2 separate regions of the Callithrix jacchus genome follow, and region 1 is linked to region 2. The links are chromatin contacts, called in public Hi-C maps. All regions are on one chromosome and are shown on one strand. Each heading gives the region's core, a stretch centred on a gene start, on an enhancer-like site or on the middle of the called end of the contact. The rest is flanking DNA. Distances are from core to core; before and after follow the strand shown.

The links. A called contact is a pair of places that touch in the nucleus more often than the background predicts.
Region 1: a Hi-C map of skeletal muscle shows a contact between it and region 2, with 5 times the contacts expected there. The contact joins the enhancer-like site here to the promoter of ATXN1 in region 2. A contact is called at or near these places in 3 of 3 Hi-C or Micro-C datasets (induced pluripotent stem cells and skeletal muscle).

What each region holds. Positions count from the first base shown.
Region 1 is chr4:14,169,046-14,173,868 of calJac240_pri, forward strand. All of the region lies in intron 4 of ATXN1 (ataxin 1), which reads left to right. All of the region lies in intron 5 of LOC144576580 (a long non-coding RNA gene), which reads left to right. Among named protein-coding and RNA genes, the nearest start is that of ATXN1, 260 kb to the left of the region's middle. Within about 2 kb of position 1,961, at least 4 of the 16 cell types and tissues checked have an H3K27ac peak or open chromatin away from gene starts, as enhancers often do. A contact at or near this core is called in skeletal muscle, where this site is marked.
Region 2 is chr4:13,911,491-13,916,675 of calJac240_pri, forward strand. It overlaps ATXN1 (ataxin 1), which reads left to right and starts at 3,548. Exons shown (of 8, transcript XM_078368284.1): 1 at 3,548-3,728. It overlaps LOC128931873, which reads left to right and starts at 4,157. Exons shown (of 4, transcript XM_054254650.2): 1 at 4,157-4,970. The coding sequence starts at 4,157. It overlaps LOC144576580 (a long non-coding RNA gene), which reads left to right and starts at 3,548. Exons shown (of 8, transcript XR_013533693.1): 1 at 3,548-3,728.

The DNA of each region.
Region 1 (4,823 bases), core at 711-3,210, 260 kb after region 2:
ACAGTAGGTGCTCGATCAGTGTGTAGGGTAAAAGCATGAATGAGCGTAAAAACGCACCGTGAGTTGCTCCTGATACTGTTGTAGCTGTAATGTACCTGGCAGACCCCAAAGCCCAGGCTTGGAACGATCCGATCTGGCTCAAAAATATTTGCTAAAATTAAAAGAGCATTAATAAAAACAACAGAGTCCGAGTGCAGTAGCTCACGCCCGTAATCCCAGCACTTTGGGAGGCTGAGGCAGGCAGATCATGAGGTCAGGAGTTCGAGACCAGCCTGACCAACATGGTGAAACCCTGGCTCTACTAAAAATACGAAAATTAGCCAGGCATGGTGGCAGGTACCTATAATCCCAGCTACTCAGGAGGCTGAGGTATGAGAATCACTTGAACTCAGATGCAGTGAGCCAAGATCGTACCATTGCACTTCCGCCTAGGCAACAGAGCCAGACTCAAAAAAAGAAAAATAGTTAATATTAATTAGCTATGGTGATTGGACAATCATAAGGACATGGGCAAATCAATTTCAACTTAGCAGGTGGCAAAACTCACACTAAAGGCCTGGCCTGCCAGACACTGGCCTTGCTTAGACGTATCACTATCTAACAGTCCACAGCTCAATGCACAGTTCACAAGTTACCTGGTCCCATCTTGTCTTTCTGACCTTGTTCTTCCTGAATGAGGCAGAGATCCTTATGCTTGTTTAAAAATTAAGAAGCTTTATTAAGGCAAAGTGAACCTGTCCGGGATGCTCCCATGATTCCATCCCAGATGCATGGACCACTCCGTCCCATCCCCCTCCTGCATCCGCTTCTCTCATGCTTTCGTCTTTCATCTGGGATCCTGGTGAACAGACCACAATTCAGCTCCAGATCAGAGAAAGGGGCTTCCAGACAGGGGCCACACGTACACTGAGCAAAACACAACAACCGAGCATGTAAAGTAAGTTGGAAGCTTCATGTGGACTCAACTTGGAAAATAGAAAGCTCATAAAGAGAAAGGGGGAGGCTGCCTTGGACAAGGAGATGGGGGTCGCATCACATATGTCAAATCAAAGAATGGGGACCCCTCAACCACGTTTGCTGCATGTGCATCACGTGGTGAAGAGAAACCTGACCGCAAGAAGGCCCATAGTCCCAGCCAGTGACAGATTCCCAAGACCTGGTGCTTGTTGTTGGTTTGGGCTTTGGGGATGGTGGCGGCATGGAGGGAGAAGTGATCATAGTGTAAATGAGCAGTGCTGTAGAGGGGTCCTGAATTGGGGGTTGGCAGTCACTGGAGATTTTTCAACAAGTTGGGGTTGTGACCAACCATGTTTTGGTGAGATGAGCTTTATGGCTATGTCCACAGCCTGTGAGATGGTGGAGAAAACAGAGACTGGGTCCCAGAGGGAAGGCAGTTGCAGGCGTAAGGAGATAAGGTTCTGAGAACTGTAAAGGGAGCCTTATAAAGGAACAGATGTGGGGGGCACTACAAAGAAAGAGTTGACCAACCTGAGCACCTGTTTGGATATAAGAAACAAGGAAAGGAAAGGAGTCAGAGGGAACCCAGTTTGAGCCCAGGTAGCCACTGGAAGGTGTCCTGTGTTACACTTTGTGGATATTATTTTAATAGCAGTGTCATCCCATGAGATGGAGCTTCTGTGGCAGAACCCAGGGATAACCTGGCCACCACACATGCCCACTTTGAGCATCTGAGTGTTCCCTATCCCCACACCCCTTCCTCCCTTCGAGCTCTCCCTCCCTCCCTCCCTCCCCAAGGTTTAGGATCAAATCTTAAATCAGCAGCAAAACTGTCAGGCTGAAATTTCATCTCCATCCTGGCCCTCTAGTGGAGATAAAATGGTTTAAATGTGGGCGAGAAAGTAAAACGGAATGTGTGGTTGCTGAGTCTAGCTGTTGTTAACAGCGGGCTCACTGTCTAGCCATGAGAGCTGTCCCTCTTCTGCTGGTGTGCCTTGCAATCAGACGCAGCCTCCCTGTGGCTCTGGGACGTGATGGGATATGTCTTGCCGGTTGGTAAAATTTTTGCAAGCTAATGGTTTTAATTTTTTTGTTGTTTTAGCTCCACAAGGCCACTGCACACTGTGATCATGGCCTTTTTGATCCAACAAGAAGGTGTCAGTTTGGGTTTGAGAGAAAGGAGGAAGAAGGCTGTTGGGTAGGAGAGAGGAGGGATGTGTTGCACTCCTGTTTTGCTTTCTGGGACTGGCTGGTCCTGTCACTTTTCATAGCTGCCTGGCTCTAGTGGCAGAAGAGAGTCTAATGAGAGAAGCTACTGCTGTGTGAAGCTCGTACACAGCGATTCTTCAGCTCCAGGGAATCAGAGTGAGCTCCTGAGCTCCCTGGGATTCAGGGGTGCCTCAGCCCCAAATCTTTTCCCCCTGCATTTAGACTAGAACTGGAAAGATGCTACTGGTGGAGAGGAGAATTCCTGACATCCTGCTTTTCTTTTCTACTTTCTGCATGTATGGGTCTGTGAAGCAGCCGCCTCTGGCAGAGGTGCAGGAAGTGTGACAGAATGGGAAAGCTTTGAAGTCACTGTCTCCCTCCCTCTGGCAACCGGGGCTACCCTTGCTGGTCAGAACCTTCTGCTTACTGTAATGACAGACACCCGAGTTGCTGCTCTTGCTGGTGGTTCTCCCACTTCTTCAAACCAGCAAGGCATAGGACCCCACTTGACTTGGAAGACACGTGGCGTTCTTGTTCATTTCAGTCCCTCTCACATCCCCATAATATCGCCATGGCCTGGTAGATTGATTTGTGAGTAAGATTCCTTCCAAATAGCAAGATGATCGGAAGCTTCTATCTTTTCCAGGGGAGGTGCATATTTAAACAGACAGGCTAAGCTATTTATAGAGTGTAATGTATTGTGTTACGGGGAAAAGGTGGAAGTCAACGGTGATGTTCTATTCCCCGTTTCCTATAGTTGCAAGCATTTTTTCTTGCTAGTCCTAGACACTTTAAACATTTTGAATCTCCAGTGATATCTGCATTCTTTTGATATACTTTGTGTAGAAACTCAAGCAGGAACAGGCTTCAGAGTCAGCTAACCAAAGAATCTTGGGGCTTTGATCACTTTCCATTAGCACAAACAGTAATCTCTGCCCTGTCGGATTTTGTTTGAAAGGACATTTGCTGTTTAATGAAGAGAAACATGTTGCTGGGTTTTTAATATGTCTTCCAGGCTCATAAGCTGAAAAATTCATACGTGAGATTAGTTCTGTTGTTGTAGAAGGGATTCTGCATGCCCCAAACATTTTCCTAGCCGTTGGCTGAACTTTTGAAATGTGCTTGTACTATGAGAACAGATACTGAACAGATAATTTACTTAGAAAAACTTCTGTTTCAATGGCGATTCCCAGGGGTCACTCAACCACAGCTTACTAGATAATATCTGGTCAAAAGAAACGTGAGTGCAAGAAGGACACGTGATCGTAGCCACCAACAAATTCCTAGAAAGTGCCTCTTGTTGCCATTTCTGGTTGGGAGGTGATGGTGATGGCAGGCGGAGGGTCTAAGCCACTCTCTGTCTCTCTTGTAATGTACATTCTGCTGTTACTGTAGCTCGTGGCATTGATTCTCACCCTGACCTGTGGGAGGGAGGGAACGGCTGTTTGTTTCTGTTGGTGTCTGAAAATCTGTGGATGTAACTATTTGAAAAAGCAGACTACAGGGCCTGCTCAGCCCATTCTATTTTTCTTCACTTTTTAACCGATTAGGAGAAAAAAAAAGGGCCAGCATTCTACAGTTGTCTTTATCTTTAAAAGAGAGCACCTCTTTATAATGCTTAGATCTTGGAAATGCTGTTGTTTTTATTTAGTATTTGAAAAGCTAACTATGGTGACATTTGTCCTGGGAGTGCAGGCCCCTAATTGAGAGAGATCAGTAAACACAGCAGCGACTTTGCTTTTCATTTGAAACGCGTTACTCTTCTTAGAGCGGAGGGGTGACTTGAGACGTTCCTGTTTTCACATCTAGCTATTTCCTGGTTCTGTGATCATAATAAATTCCATAGCTCCAAAACATTAGAGCAAATTGTGTCTTCTGTAGGAGTGATTTACGGATACTCAAACAAATGGTGCTTTCCGAGGAAGGAGAACTGCGTATGAAAACTATGTGGCAAACCTTTCATACCTGCCGTGGTGGCACAGCTTCTGAGGAGCTGGCTTTCAGGGTAATAATATCTTTATCGCCCCGGTGCTGAATTGAGGGAGAGGCCTTTGTGTGTACTGTTGCCAACTAACCCCTGGCTGCCTCAGGGTGTCCTGCCTGGTGATTAAACCCATGAGTGTGTACAAAGACTAGAGGCACCATTTGAGGAGAAAGATGCGGGCTGGAGAGGTGAGGTTAGAGTCTTGCCGTTATGAGCTTAGGTGCAGAAGGAAGCCAAGCTACCTGGAAGATCACCTGGTTGCAAAGGCAATGACTAAAGGCAGTGTGGTGGCCTGGGACTGACCATCAGCCGCTTCTCGCTCATTCTCCTCAGAACCGAGGACTGTTTTCTTCAGCCTTCCCCAGCCTCACTTATCTTCCTCTTGCTTCCTGAAGGAAATATCCCTTGGCAATGGATAGATTATCAACTTGAATTTTTAGCAAGCAGGCTGCTAAACAGCTTTTGGAAATTCTGGAGACATGGGTGGTCTTTGAACTCCTGGGCTCAAGCGATCCTCTCATCTCGGCTTCCCAGAGTGCTAGGATTGGCCAAGTGCAGTGGCTCACACCTATAATCCCAGCACTTTGGGAAGCCAAGGCAGGCAGATCGCGAGGGCAAGAGATCGAGACCATCCTGGTCAACATGGTGAAACCCCATCTCTACTAAAAAATAC
Region 2 (5,185 bases), core at 2,298-4,797:
GTTAGGGTTGCCTGATTCTGTATTGTGTTATCTTTGTTTTTGAGTAGAGCAAAGGCGAGACATCTTTTTCACTTTGGATGTTCAACGTCTTTTAACAATTCAAGCCTAAAACTGAAGAAGTTTATCTTTGTTTTCTTCAACTTCCGGCCTGTTCAGTTACACAGTTGTTGAGACCTGGTAAGCTGTTTGTGTTTGTTTGGTTGTTTTGCTTCATTTTGAACTACGTAACAGGCTACTTCCAAGGAAAACATATACTACAATTTAAAATCTGTCGTGTTGTGGAGAAACCTGTGCGCTGGTTTTATTAAGTACTCTTGTGCTCCCTCTGCTGCCATGAAGAAAATGTTCATGTTCCAGACCCCAGTTCATTCCCCAGCAGAGCATTCTCTTTCGGCAATAATGATGCAGATGTCTGCTCTTAAAATGCAGCAGTATTTACCCAAAGCATATAATGTGAGAATTCTTCATGGCAATGCACAAATTAATAAAAGGCTGTACTTAATAAAAAAGGAACAAGCAAGAAAGAAATAAGAGGAATTAACTTCTGCACCTGTGCCCCAATTTATTTAGCTTGATCCCTGTGGTACAGACCACTGTTCTTCACATGATAATGCCTTTAGGAATCAGCCACGGGCCTGGTTCAAGAAAGATTCTGATTTGCTGTGTCTGGGGTAGAACCCTTGACTCTGAATGTCTAAAAAGCTCCTTAGTGCTGCTGCGGCTACTTTAAAGACTACACTTTAAGAAGTAAGGGTGTAATGTATGTAATGTATGATATATTTGCTGGGCCATTTAAAGTCTTCAAGAGTAGCACCAAAACAGTAAAACAGGTCTGTAATTACAATTGTTTTCCATGGTATTTAAGCAATCTACAACACAGGTTATGAGTCAAGCTCATCGGGCCTTATTTATCTATTTCCTGTAATTTCAAAGGTTGACTTATGCTTGCACAAATATAACGTCAGCCTGACGACTAGGACTATAGTACTATATATTTGCCTACTAGCTTCTGAAAGCTCTGCCCTTTCTCATTGAGTTTTTATTTGCATGAGAAAGTCTTGTTTCTAAAGAATCAGTGTCTGTTATTTGTGACTGTACATTTAATATTTTGCCATCTGAAAACAAAATATTTCAGTACTAAAGGTAATGAGACTGTTTCACGAGTATGGTGTTTATGCTGGATCTTGCAGGAAGAAATAGTTACAGCTTTGGTGGCAGTTTATGGCTTTAATCTCAATGGCTAAGAAAGTAAATGACACATTTCTTATTAATTGTTTTTACCATTTGGGTAATATACATATTTAGCTTCCTTGAGAGAACATTTAAATTAATTGGCTAACTCTAATCTGAATTATGTGTTTTAAGGTTGCTAAAATCATGTAAATTAACTGGTTGTGCCAACATAATAATTACAATATTAGCTTTTTTAACGGAAAATTATCTAAATGTAAGATGTCTAAAAATAGAGTGGAGGTGGATTGGACAGTTTGCAGATTATGAGTTGGAATAAAAACATCGCAGTTAAGCCAAAAACATGGCAACCAATATTTTCTGTTATAAAAATATTTGAGATGAGTTTAGTTTTTATGGAAGCTGTCTGAAACTGACATGAAAAGTCCAGTAATAATACCGGCAGCATCTCCTATATACAAAGCCAACAAGCTTCTGCTTCTTTCTGAAGTCGACTTTGTCAAGTAGGGGGTTGGGGGCGGGGGTGAGGATAGGGGTGTGGGATATTTTACCCAGTTATGCTCTGACGCGCTAACCTTCACCTTGACAAAACAAAACCTATCAGAGCCTTTTCAGGAAACTGATGTTAACTGTCCACTAGAGGCTGTAAGGAGACCAACAATGTCACTTTAGACTAACCCGAGGTTTCAAACTGTAACAATCATCGATTTTTAAATGGGGGGGGGAGTTGTAGAAATGAGTAAGAGTGAACAGTAGTAGTTACATTTAAATAGCCACTTACATGTGCACGGCATATCAAAAATGTGAGAAAAAATATTTCCGGGGCTCTGCACTTTCCTCGCTCGTACGTTTATTATTTCAGGAGCACGTAGGCTCTTGCAGGCCAGAGTTGTGTAAAACCTGACACATGTTTTGATCATTCTCTGCCCTGCCTCAGTGGGTGACTAACCGTTAGGTCATAAGTAAACTCAGCCAAAAGGTCTCTCAAATACAGCTTACAGTCAAGAGCGGTGGCTTTCAGAAAGAAACTTACGCGAAGGGGTCATGTTTCCAGACACCTAGTTCTAAGCACCTGAAGGAGGTCAAATGTTGCCCGACACCTACTGGCCTTCCAGAATCATCTGCAGCAAAAACGCCACGCTGAGCGCCCGTAGTCTGGAGGCACCTCCCAGTCCTCCAGGTGCCACACCTGTTGGCAATGTTAGCCCAGCCGACGAAGATTCCTTCGCGTGGAGGTCACACCTGGCGGCGGGACAGGCGGAGGGGCGGGCGGGGTGGTGGGAGTCGCGGACCGCACTAAAACACAGAGTCCAGACTCAAGTTCTTCATCGATTCCCGAGAGCTGCCATTTGATGCTCCGGTGGCTTTCTCTGTCTCTTACACTGGTTACCTCATTTCCGATTAAATTAATGATCCCAAATTAGCTGCGAGAGGAGTGCGCGGGTCTCCTTTCCAGGCTAGAGCGGAGTAAGTAGCTCCAGATCGAAGCCGATTTCCGGACCTGCGGAGAGAGCGAGGGCACGGCCGGGCGTTCTCAGGCAGCGAAGGTGAGGGCGCCTGTGCAGTCGGGGGGCCCGGGAAACTTTGCGGAGTTGCACGCAGAGGCAATCCCCGAGGCCCCCGGGCCTGGGTTCCCGAACGCCGCAGCGACGCCGGTTTGCGGGTTAAATAACGTGCAGCTGATGATCGGAGGGAGCCCTTTTAGACGCGGCTCGGGGCGCCGGGGACCCAGGGCACGTTGGGATTAGAACCCGCCGACCTCCCCTCCCCCCTGGGGTGTTTCATTGGCTGCCAGCTGAAGCCTGACACCCCTTGGGGGAGTCCCCCAGGTTGCCTGAGCAGCGCCCCGCGGTCGCTCGGTCCCCTCCAACTAGGTGCAGGGACCCAGGGAGGCGCTCGAGGACCGACCGGTCACCGCTCCAATTACCTCATCGCGCAGCTCCCCGCCCCCTTCCCAAACCTGGAAGGAACCTTGCCCTCCACCCCGCTCCTCCCCTCCCCCGCGGCCCGTCCCGAGCCACTCTTGGGGAAAGGTGCCCGCCTCCCCGGGCCGCGCGCCGCGAAGGGTTAAGGGCGCGGGCCAGCCGCCGCGCGGTGCGCTCAGGGCTCGGTGCTGCTCGCCGGGCCGCCCGCCAGAGGGTGCCCCCCACCCCCATGAAGTCGGATCCTTGAGCTGCGGCGGCGGCAGCCAACTGCTCCATATTTGGCTTCTATTACACATTTACATACTGGAGCGAGCGAGCGAGCGAGCGAGCGCGAGAGAGCGCGAGGGAGGGAGGGCGGAGGGAGGAGGGAGGGGAGGGAAGCGGGAGGAGGGGGAGGAGGAGGAGGAGGAGGAGGAGGAGGAGGAGAGAGCAGAGTATACCGCAGACATCATTTCTACTACAGTGGCGGAGCCGTACAGGACCTGTTTCACTGCAGGGGGATCCAAAACAAGCCCCGGGGAGCAGCAGCCAGAGCAAGAGCAGCCGCCAGACATTGTTTCTCTCCCTCTGCCCCCCTTCCCCACGCAACCCCAGATCCATTTACACTTTACAGTAAGTGGCTATTTTTTTTCCTCCTCTGATTCTTTTCCCCCCTCCCCCATCCCCTTCTCCCCTTATTTAGATTAAAATCCCTCCTCTCCCTATCTCCCGAGAGGGGCAAAAGCAACAACCAGCAAACAAACCCTAAAACCCCAATCGGCTGCACGGAAAACAGCTGGAAGAGGAGCGAAGGGAATCGACGCGTCGTGTTGTGTGTGTGTGTGCGTGCGTGTGTGTGTACATACAACCGTCCCCGGTTCCAGGCTCCCAGGCCGACACCCCCACTCTGGGCGCAGGGGCGGCCGTTCGGGGGGGCTGTCAGGGGCCGGGTGGGCGCCCGCCGGGCTAGGGGGCGCGCCCGGGCGGGGGGCGCGGGCAGGGAGAGCGGCGGCGGCGCCCCGCTCTGGAGACTGCTGGTCCGGTCGCGAGTGCCGAGAGCCATGTCCTCCTCCCTCCGGGTGGCGCAGGGGGAGGCGGCGGCGGCCGGGGTGGGGGGCTGGTCCCTTTCCCGGCCGCCCTCTTCCCATTCCTCCTCTCCGGAGAGGGCGGTGAGAGAGGGGGGGTCTCGGGGAGGGCTGCACTTCCCCGCGGGTGGACGCCCGGCCTCGGCGCCCCTGGGCGAGGGTCTTCCCTCCGTGGCCGGCCTCGCCGGCTGTACGGCTGTGGGCTGGGAAGGGACTGCTCCAGCCAAGGGGCCGGGACTTTGCGCTCGGCCGGGTGCCAGGCGGGGGGCGCGGAGGGGTGGCCTCGGGGACCCCGCGGGGGTAGCGGGTGTGCGGGTGCCTGGAGCGCGGCTGGAGTGGCGGTGGCGGCCCTGGCTGCCGCCGCCACCGCCGCCCTGTTGGTGCGGCCGCTTCCTGATCCTGTGCAGCGGCCGCCGCCGCCCGGAGCCGCGAGCCCGCGAGCGCCCCAGTCCGGGCCGGCGCCCCTGCCAGCGCCCGCGGCAGGAACCGAGGAGCCGCGGCAGGCGCTGCCCGGAGCCGGGAGTGAACGGCTGCGCGGCTGCTGGGAGGGTGAATGAAGCCAGGAGGAGGGGAAGGAGGAGGAGGCGGCGGCGGAGGAGGAGGAGGAGGCGCTGCGGGGATTGGGATGCGCCCTGGAGCCCCGCTGCTCGTTCACTCTGGGCCGGGCCGAAGACTCTGCCACTCCCGGGGCCGGGGCCGCCGCCGCCGCCGCCTCCTACGTGGTTCCAGCGCTGCGCTCAGGCCGGTCCCGCAGGGGGCAGGGAAGGGGGCCGGACGGGCGGAGCGAGAGGTGAGGCGGTGTCGGAGCGCGGCGTGTGAGTGAGTGTGTGAGTGAGTGTGAATGTGTATATGTGTGTGTGCGTGCGCGCCGGGCGGGGGGCGAGGGCTGTCGTGATGCGGAGGGGGCCCCTCCTCGGCCACTTGGCTGACTCTGCATCGCCCGACCCCTTCTCAGCCCCCCGCCTTCAGGCTGCCTTCTTGAACTCCGAGGCTGTGCTTTCATTT